Linked DNA regions of Macaca mulatta: region 1 is linked to region 2. A link is a contact called in public Hi-C data. All regions are on one chromosome and are shown on one strand. The core of a region is the stretch at or near the end of the contact, and the rest is flanking DNA. Distances in the headings are between cores, read along the strand shown. Region 1 overlaps CDC14B (cell division cycle 14B). Region 2 holds the start of PRXL2C (peroxiredoxin like 2C).

Region 1 (5,101 bases), core at 845-3,344, 100 kb before region 2:
ACCCTTGTGCGGTCCCCTCCCACAGCGAACGGGGTGTCCCGTGTAACGAACAGGATACTGTAGTAATAGGGTGTGGTTTCGGAGACCAGATCATAAAAGAGGCAGCTACTGTCTTGCTTTCTCTTAGAACCCTCGCTCTGGGTACAGCAAGCTGTTATTTTGGGAGCATACTCAAGCAGTCCACGTGGTATGGAAGAGAGGCCGCCTGCCAGCAACTGGCACTAACCTGCCAGGTATGTGACTGAGCCCCCTTAGAGGTGGACCCTCCAGGTGAGTGCAGCCCAGACACGGCCCAGAACCAGACCAGACCCATCCAAGTTAAGCAACTCCCAGATGCCTAACTCACAGACATGGTCTGAGACAATGTGTACTGTCGTTTTAAGTCACAACGTTTTGCGGTAATTCGCTGGGCAGCAATAGTGTGCAGCAGCACACTCAGTGAGTAAGGAAATGGCCATTTCCATTTGTTAAAAGTGAATAAACAAATACATGAGGCGTAAGCACAGAGACTCAGCTTAGGAAGCATCAGTAATACCTTGTTTCTCTAGGATAAAGACTCTTTGAACGAGCAAATATCACACACACACACACACACACACACACACACACACACACAAATACTATGGTTGAAAATGCTTGAGACTGGTGTGGTTTTCAAAGTCATGGTACAAAGTTCTTTTTTTGCTGAACAATACCTCAGCCATTCCCAGGACTTCCCACCACCCCCGTTTTCTAGAATCACCATCTGCACTGCACGCCCGAGTCCCTGTGAGGACGCTGGACCCCTTGATTACTGACATACGTTTCAAAACCTGGGAGGTACTGAACTAGCAGTGATGGAAGAACAAGCAACTGAGGCAAAAGGATCCCAACTGCATTACTTCTCCTTTCAGTGTTTCAATGCTGACAGGACAAATCACGGAAACCCAATTAGACATGTGCTTCCTATTTCTACTAGTATGTGCAGGATTCTGAAGCTTTATTTATATACTTAGAGAGCCTCGGTACAATTTACAACCCAAACGTCACACAAGTCAGTGCATCCCAGAGCTGAGAGCCACAAAGGATATTGAAATTCCAGCAACAAATGTGGCAGCCTGAGTAACCAGGAAATCCTGGAGAGATGTCACAATGTTTCCAGCACTTCAAGACTCTTGTGACTATTTTCATGTCAGCCAGATGATACAGTCTTTCCTATGCCAAGAATTTGATTGATCATAAAAAAAAAAAAATCATTCTCTCCAGATTAACAAAAAATGCTTGCAAATCAATGCAAGTTGAAGACAGGCTCACACATTCAACTGCTCAATAAAAAAGGTGAGCAGGGGAAAGAACACAGAGAATAAAAAAGTAAATAAAAGAAAATCACTTTCATAGCTCCTGCACAAAACTGGTTAAGAAAAAAACTGTCGTTAAAAAAAAAAAACCTCGGATGAACTTACATATCAATAGTTTTAACTTTTAAAATTACTTTTACTTATATATATATACGGTAGGTTAGCATAATGATGCTCAATTTCGACAAAATGAAACTGGAAGTTCAGAGTAGCAAACACGTATCTACCAACTCTGCTAATAAAAATAGTGAATTGGCCCTGGGTATTAGTACACATTTGAGTGGTAGGGACATTTTTTAAAGACAAAGTAAATAATCTTGATTTTTTTAAAAAATGAAATTTCCTAATTTTTAACCATAGAGTAAAACAATCCACAACTATTTATAATGCTCTGTGAGTTTCATAAAACTGGCAGGCTACAACTTTCCAGACCTTGGCATCAACTGCTTATCCAAGATCACACTGCCTATTATTGCTGGAAGAGGGCCTGCTCCTCGGGCTTTACTATGGACAGGAACTCATCCTATCCAGAACAAGGGCCGGAACAAGGACAGGACCCAGAATTCCAGAAAGCTTAACGGATCTGCAGTCAAGGATCTGAAGCCGTCAGAAAGCCTTTTCTCCTCACTTCTTCCCCAAGTTAACAGCACCCAGCGAGCACCACAGGCAGTGCAAACGCCTGTCAGGAGCCCTCGGGTGGCAAGGGAAGTCAAACTGTGATGCAGTGTGAGCAGGGCAGCCAGCTGCCTCCCACGGGGCCGGTTCCCAAGGCAACACCAGCTTCCCACTGAGGGCCTGTGCCCTCCCTTTGCTCAGCCCAGTTCGCCTTACACTAGCTGGGGCCTGGCTACTACTGACAGTTGCCTCGTGCTATTTGCCCTGCCTTTCACAGACGCCCAGGAAGGGTGTCATGACCTCATTCTGTCCTCCAGCCTCTGCTGTCCCATCTGGGCAGCTGTTTGTTGAACTGGATTCTTAGCCAAGGCGTCTGGATCCTCATTCTCTGCTCCCTTGTCTTAACTTCCCAACTGATCCCTTCCTCCTGCAGGCAGCTTAACCCAGCACTGGCTATTCTGAGTCCAAGAAAAATCATTTAAAAAGTGGGACCACAGATTCAAAAGATCATCATTAAATAACAAAGTCCTTGAGCTCTTATCATAACCATAGAGGCAATCTCAAATTTACTGCAATTTAGAATTCTACTCACAGATTGCTGAGTTACTATATTCTTAAATTTAATTTAGTATCATCATTTTCAACACAAATGCTTACAAGGTAAGCCATTCTTACAGCTATACGAACTGCTTAAACATAAAAAATAATAATATGCAGTGATAAATTCTGAACAGGGAACCTACATGTTACAATTAGCTCCACCAAAGTAATCTATTAAACATTAGAGGAAAGCAAATTTGTAAGCTATGTGCCAAAAGTTTGCTTGTGTCATTTATTTTATACACAAAATGCTTGGCATTTATTTTACACACAGAAAGATGTTAGAAATGGTGGTTAATTTCCCAGGCTAGCCCTCAAAAGTACATTTAACCCATAGAAGAGATGAATACCATGTATCTTCAGAAAACCTAACTGCTGTGGCAGGAAGATGTAACCAAAGTTGAAAGACAAATACCATTATGTTCTCACTCACATGGAGGAGCTAAGTAAGTTGATTTTATGGAGGCCAAGAGCAAAATAAGAATTACCAGAGGCTGGGAAGGGCATTGTGTGGTCAGGGGGAGTGAAGAGAGGTTGGTTCGTTGGTACAAATGTACAGTTAAAAGAAACAAGTTCTAGTGTTAGCACAGTAGTGTGACTATAGTTTACAATAACTTACTGTGTATTTCGAAACAGGAAGATTTAAAATGCTCTCAACACAAAGAAATGACAAATGTTTGAGGTGATGGATACCACAACTGCCCTAATTTTGCTGTCACACATTATATGCATTTATCAAACTATCACATGTACCCCATAAATATGTACAATTATGTATCAATAAAAAAGTTTAAAATTGTATGTAAACATAAAACATATATGTACACAACACCCATCTGTACATATACACACACGTGCACATGTCCTATTTCTATAAATATAAAAGCTTCTTTTTAAAAGATTTTTCTACATTTCTCAAAAGTACAAATATGGATTTTGTGTATGACATTTTTACAACAAAATTAACAAAACAAAATTTCCAACTTTTCTTTCCAAAAGGATCTTTTTTATTATGAATTTGTTTTGAAAAGCACTTAAAAATTTCCCCTTAAAATTTCACCTTTACTTTGAAATGACAGGTTAAGTATCATTACCCCACAATCTGGCTAGGTCACAACCACTGGCTTAAACAGGGCAGCAAACTTATTTTTAAAACAATATAGTATGTTTACCTTTTTGTGAATAAACAAACAAAAGCTCAAGTCATCTTTCATATTTTTCAGCTCTTACAGTGGTGCAGAAGATTTTTAGCTTCTAATTTGTCACCTAAGAGTCTACCATTCAGATAGCTGAACGGGAAAGTCATTTACCGGGCCACATGAAGAGCAGTACTTCGAAACACAATAAAGACAAGAGTTCTCAACTCGCTCTTCTCACTTCTTGTAACACACACGTGACGCCTGACCGTCTGTCAAAAGGACTGACTGTGGGCATGTCAATTCATATTTTACACATTTGTGAAGCCTCACCTCTTCTGTTTTTAAGATAAAAAATAAATATAACACTTTATTTCCATGCCATAAAGGATTATCTCACACTCTCTGCCCATCCCACATTAGGTCTTTCTGTGTACACAAGCATGACGGAAACATGGTTCCTTTCAGAAGCCCTGAATTTAAAAAGGACTGATAAAAATAAACAGTCAGTCTATTTGGAATATTTCCTTCCTAAAGATTCCTCCTCCAGATTTTTTTGGTTTTGTTTTAACATTACCATGCCAAGTCAAACACTCTCCAAAATTCCCGACAACTCCAGAAAACGTTAGCAAGGATGCGGATCGATCTATAGGGAACTGTCACTCATCTCTACAAATCTTTAACCAGAGGATTTAATACATTTTAACCAGATCAAAGCTTCACTTGCTTTGATGTTTTATCTTTTGAGGTGTCCATATTTTCTCTTGACACTGCTTTTCTACTATGAATACATTTCCTTTTCTTGGAAGTTTTTCTCCTGCTTCCCTGCCTATCAACACTACAGTTCCCAATTCCTATTTTAGCAGCCAGCTATGGTTGCAAAGGCTTCTGTCACAGCCAAGAGCTATAATCCTCCTGCCAAGCTAGCTCCTCACTGGGTAGAGTAATAAATGCGAGTGAAGATCCAAATTTGCTTACCTGGCACTTCCCTAACCAATCAAATCAATACTAACCTGAAGGTGTGAAATTCTGGAAGGATTTCTAAACCTATGTTAACTATAGAAAAATAAGCTTCTGTGGGCCAAAATACAACCATAAACAAAGTCAAAAGGCCAACATAAAACTGGAAACAAATACGCCAAAAAAATTTCAGTAAGTACGTCAAGGGGTTGTGGTTTGTTCACTAGTAGTTTAAAAACAACAGCAACAAGACTTAAAAAGAGTGCGTTCTTATTTATAAACATAAACTTATCACATGTTCTGTTTCTGTTTTTAAGACCACCCTGACTGAGTTGCCACCATGCCCACCGCCACCTTCAGAGGGGTTCTTCACACTGCAGTCCCTGTGCCTGGCTCCTCAAGACGCTACCATCTCAGGGACATCTCATCTGACCAGAGACAGTGACTGACCCA
Region 2 (5,701 bases), core at 931-3,430:
GTTGAAGAGGTATCTCCACTCCCATGTTTTATTACAGCATGATTCATAATAGCCAAGATACAGAAGCAACCTCAGTGTTCAACAATGGATAAATATAAAGAAAATGCGGTACAGGCTGGGCGCAGTGACTCACGCCTGTAATCCGAGCACTTTGGAAGGCCCAGACGGGTGGATGGGTCAGGAGTTCGAGACCAGTTTGACTGACATGGAGAAACCCCATCTCTACTAAAAATACAAAATTAGCGGGGCATGGAGGTGCATGCCTGTAATCCCAGTTACTCGGGAGGCTGAGGCAGGAGAACTGCTTGAACCCGGGAGGCGGAGGTTGCAGTGAGCCGAGATCGCGCCATTGCACTCCAGCCTGGGTGACAAGAGTGAAAACTCCGTCTCAAAAAAAAAAAAAAAAAAAGAAGAAGAAAAAGAAAATGCGGTATCACAATGTAATATTATTTAGTCATAAAAAAGACATTTTTCTGTTATTTGTGACAACAGTGGATGCACCTGGAGGACATCATGTAAGTGAAATAACCCAGGCACAGGAAGAAAAATACCGCATGATCTCACTTAGCTATGGAAACGAAAAAAGTAGAGTGGAATGATGGTTACCAGAGACTGGTTACTCAGGGATGAGGAGAAGGGAGATGATCCAAGGGTACCAAGTTTCAGTTAAACAAGAGGAATAACTTTTAGAGATCTGCTGCACAGCATGGTGACTAGTTAATAATGTATACTTCAAAATTGCTTAAAGACTAGTTTTTACACGTTGTCATCACAAAAAAAATAACTAAAATCACTATCTGACATGATGGGTATATTATCTCAATTTAATCATTCCACAAAAGTAAATGCCTATCAAAATATTACACTGCATCCCATAAACATATACAATTATATATGTCAATTTTTAAAAAGAGAATAAAAGGATACGCAGACGAACAGTCAAAACATTGTTTTCGAAATGATATAGTCAATAATTCTCTATATTCTCCCCAAAAACATACTTTTAAAACTAGGCACAGTTATTTAATCAGTTTTTTCACATCCTAATTGATAAGGCCTGCTGAAAAAACATCTGTTTTACAAAGGCTGCCCAATGCCTTCCCTCAAAAAGCTCACTTGGGCACGAACTTATCTGTGCCTGAAGAAAAACAAGTATGTGGCTATGCTAGGGAACATGGAACTTGCAGCCTATTAACATAAACATTTGCACCTTTACGATATATTAGTATTTTCCCATAATGAGCAGCTATTTGGAGTGCAACAAAATTAAAGGGAAGAAAATATCAACCATTTCCAGCATTTGTTTTAGGGCATTATCAGTCAACATTTGAGAACGGGCGCTAGGTTACCAGGCAACACCACAATTGTTAGTACGTTCACCACCAGGCAGCACCCAGTGAGTTACGACAGAAATAGATCTCTGACGTCTCTCTTCCTTTGGAGGGGCGAGGGTGGAGAGAGGTGCGGGGAGGGGCAATACGGGTTGCAAGTGCGTGCTGGAGCCGCGTCCTCCCCCGCCCCGCTCGCAAGGTCTGCAGAAGCCTGCACTGGGCCGCCCACGCTCAGAAACTCACTTGTAAGAAACTCTTGGGGATTTTGGCCAGATCCTCTACGTATTCCTTGCAGATGTAACACAGGAAATGCTGAAAGCCAATTGGGCAGAAAGGGCAAGTTAGGAACGCAGCACCCGCGCGCCCCGAAAGAGCCCGGTACTTCGCTGTGCGTGACGCGACTAAAGGCGGCGCCCGCGGGGCCGGGACAGGCTGCCCGGACGCCCGGCGCGTGGGAAGCGGGCCTCGCCCTCGTCGTGCCCCGCCCTAGTTGGGAAGCGGCCGCGACTGGGGAGGCTGCCTTCCCGTTTCCGTCCTAAGAAGCAGGAGGAGCAGCTCGCATCCCGCAGCCTGCCCGGGATCCCGGGCCGCGCCTCCCTCCCAGCCGCGCCACCCGCTCACCCGCACGAACACCACCACGGCGCGGCGCTCCCGGAACAGCGCGCCGAAAGGTACCCGCTGCCCGCGGGCGTCCAGCACCGGCAGCTCGGCCACGGCGGCCGCCAGGGGCTGCCCACGGTCGGGGCCGCTCGGGGCCGGGACCGGGGCGGTGCCGCCGCTAACCTGCCGCGTGACCGGGGCGGGCGCGGCCATGACGCGGGGCGGCCAAGGGCCTGGGTCCGCTCTGCCAGCGCGGGGCGGGGCGGGGCGCGCAGAGGCGGGGCACGGGGGGAGGGGCGTGCAGAGGCGGGGCGCGCAGGGGCGGGGCGCGAGGGGCGGGGCGCGAGGGGCGGGGGGCGGGGGGCTGGGGGCGGGACCTGGCAAGCCACGGTTTCCGCCGCGCTGCGCGGGCCTGGGAGCTGCCGGAGTGAACCCCGCGGGCGGTTCTGACTCTGCTGTCAGGGTAGGGGACAGAGAGAGAACGTAAGGTCCGTCCAGGGCGAGCAAACGTTATTAAGGAAGAAAGCCGCCCGCGCCCTCCGTAGCCACCTGAGCGGAGGTTCTCACCTATTCGAGAACTAATGGGTATGTGTGAAAAGGTGGGCTAGGGCTGGGCCCACCTTTTGTAGACACACAGGCCGGACCTGTAATCCTAGCGACTTGGGAGGCCGAGGCGGGAAGATAATTTGAGGGCAGGAGTTCAAGACCAGTCTGGGTAGGTAACAGAGGGCAACACCATCTTCGTTTTTTAAAAAAATAAATAATAAAAATAAAAATAAGGTGAGCTGGGAGGGATGAGGATGATGAAGTTAGATGGCTTAGCAGCTGTTTTGTAGAAATCACACACTGCCAATTCAGTTTCTCCTGGGGTGGGTAGGCAGGCATAGGGAAATCTGGGGATCTCAGCCTTTGTGAGACCAAACTGGCCCTGGATTTAGAGGTTTGTCTTTCTCGGGTTTCTCATGGGTGCTAACCGTGTGTCCGAGATTTCCAGAGCAGGACCAGGTAACATTCAGGCTCTTTTGTCTTCATAAGTTTACTCACCCTTGTGTACGGATTTGGAGTTCAGAAAGTACATCCTTTATCTATGGTCTTTGTTGAGTTGAAGAATATTTCCGGGGCGGAGCACTAGGCAGGTCTATGTGACTGATGTGACTCTGCCACAAAGCGCAGGAAGGGCTGATGCTGCATCCTCTGGCTTTCACCTGTGTGAAGATTGTATACTTTATTGAGCACACATTAAGTGCTCTGTTTGAGAAGCTCTGCAGTGTGTTTAGAAAATTTTAAGCATGGGTATGTTTCTAAGTCAAGATAGTTTCTTTCTGAGACAGGGTGTCGCTCTGTTGCCCAGGCTGGAGTGCATTGGCACAATCATGGCTCACTGCAGCCTCCACCTCCTGGGCTCAAGCAGTCCTCCTGCCTCAGCCTCCCAAGTAGCTGTGATCACAGGCATGTACCCCCATGCCTGGCCAATTTTTTTTAGATTTGATTTTGTAGAGCCAAGGGTCTCTCTATGTTGCCCAGGCTGGTTTTGAACTCCTGGGCTCAAGCAATCTTCTTGCTTTGGCCTCCCAAAGTCCTGGGGTTACAGGCGTGAGCCACTGGGCCTGGTGAGGAGCTTTATGAGTTTTTGGAAATAAATGCATGACCAGAGTGCAGGCTGATGAATAGCACTCGCAACAGGCAGTTTGCCAGATGTCACCAAATTTATTGTAAGCAGTGTTTTGATAAGCAGAAATTGATATACAGGTAAGAATGGTGGTATTTTGGCAGATCTAGTTAATAACTGATATCAACGAATGAAGTTTTCTTTCACATACTGCTTTTGGTGTCATATTTCATGTGAAATAAATGACAGGTTAGACAATTTCATTTTCAAATCCAAAGAGCCACATGACTTAGTTTTTGCAGAGTGATGAACTCAGATATCATCAAAACATAGTTTTGTAGGAGGAACAGTAGCCATGCAGAAATGCAGAAATTAGAAGGTATTGTCTAGGGAGCATCAGTACCTGACACTTACCAACTTACTGCTTCTCAGCTCCAAATTAACTCTTCACTATGTGCTCTGTGACAACGGACAGATTTCCTCTAAGCATCTAACCTTTGTAATGAGCAATATATTAAGCATTTTTAATAGACAATGTTGGCAGGACATTGCAGGAGGAAGGGGATTTCAAATAGTCCCCTGAGGGTAGTGGGTGGAGCTCTGCCTCTGGCGCTTTACCAGGATACGCACTTCCTTGGCAACACTGCAACTATTGGCTGTTCTAGCAATAACCTAGCACCTCACTTGATATGAAAACTGGAACTCGAAAGCCCTCCTAACTCCACTAGCAGCCCAATTCCTCACCTGCGCCCCCAATTCTTCACCTGTTCCCATCGAGCCACCGCTCTCTGTAGAGCCGTTGGCCAACCTGTACCCATCACCATTCCCTCTGCACTCACGCCACTGCTTGCTGATGACCTATGTCCTGCCTGCATTCTGGTGGGTTCCTTCCTGCCTTCCCCTTGACTGCACACCAGATCCAGCCTGGGCAAGCCATCAAACTTCTACACAGTAGCTATCCAGTAGGCTGACCTATACCTGCTCGCGTCAGATCTGAAACCCAGATTTGGGGAAGGGGTCCCTTTCAAGTTTATCTTCTTTATTTGTCCTTAGCCATAGGTTCCTTATATTTTCTAGACATACTTTAATCAGATTTGTTGTTTTTTCAGAGATGGGGTCTCACTATGTTTTCCAGGCTGGAGTCCAGTGGCTATTCACAGGTGCTATGATTATAGCACACTACAGTGTCATACTCCTGGCCTCAAGCAATCCTCCTGCCTGAGCCTCTTGAGTAGCTGAGACTACAGGTGCATGCCGCCATGCCTGGCTGATCAGAGTTTACTCATTCATTATATTAAACTTTACCTGTTTAACCTACAGTGTGGTTTCAGTCTCATTATTGGACCCAGACTAATACAGTACCTTTAGATACTATGATTAAAGAAAAGTAAATGTAAACTATTACCGTTTCCATTCTGTTATTATTTAGGAATGACCTACTAATATTTGTTATAATTTGACATAATATTTCATATGTCCATGGTTTAAAAGAAATCAAAGAACACACACTGAAAAATACAGAGGCAGCACCACATGAGTGTAGAGTTGCCAGTGTAGCTACTGTGTTGCCCAAGAAAGCCTCCTCCAGAATATCTTCTGACAAGTTCAACTAGAGATTCAACTACCAAGAATACAGCTCTGAGGGGACAACACCAACTTTTTCTTAATTTGTTAATTTTAAAAAATCTTTCTCCCTTTTGTGGTAAAATATAAATGACATAAAATTTCCCACTTTAACCACTTTTAAATGTATAATTCATTGGCATTAAGTACATTCACACTGTTGTGCAGCCTGCACCATCATCCATCTCCAGAACTTTTATATCATCTTGAACTGTAATTCCATAACCATTAAACACTAACTCCCCATTCCCTGCTTTCCCTAGCCCCTGGCAACCACCATTCTACTTTTTATCTCTATGCGTTTGATTACTGTAGTTATCTTGTATAACTGGAATCAAACAGCATTTGTCCATTTGTGATTAACTTACTTCACTTGGCACAATGTCTTCAAGGTTCATCCTTGTTGCAGCATGTGACAGGATTTCCTTCCTGTTTAAGCCTGAATAATATTCCATTGAATGTATCTACCGCATTTTCTTTATCCATTCATCTTTTTTTTTTTTTTTTTTTTTTTTTTTTTTTTTTTTTTTGAGACGGA

What was found. Hi-C and Micro-C count contacts between places; a contact is called where the count stands out from the background.
Region 1: a Hi-C map of fibroblasts shows a contact between it and region 2, with 2.1 times the contacts expected there. The contact joins the enhancer-like site here to the promoter of PRXL2C in region 2. A contact is called at or near these places in 4 of 14 Hi-C or Micro-C datasets (CD4 T cells, blood, fibroblasts and 1 more).

Annotation. Positions count from the first base shown.
Region 1 is chr15:126,921,849-126,926,949 of T2T-MMU8v2.0, reverse strand. The region is part of intron 4 of CDC14B (cell division cycle 14B); the gene reads right to left. Among named protein-coding and RNA genes, the nearest start is that of CDC14B, 64 kb to the right of the region's middle. Within about 2 kb of position 2,094, at least 18 of the 40 cell types and tissues checked have an H3K27ac peak or open chromatin away from gene starts, as enhancers often do. A contact at or near this core is called in liver, where this site is marked.
Region 2 is chr15:126,817,457-126,823,157 of T2T-MMU8v2.0, reverse strand. PRXL2C (peroxiredoxin like 2C) reads right to left here and starts at 2,180. Exons shown (of 5, transcript XM_077966496.1): 1 at 1,953-2,180. The coding sequence starts at 2,144. It overlaps LOC106993846 (a long non-coding RNA gene), which reads left to right and starts at 2,377. Exons shown (of 2, transcript XR_013404987.1): 1 at 2,377-2,516; 2 at 4,676-4,857.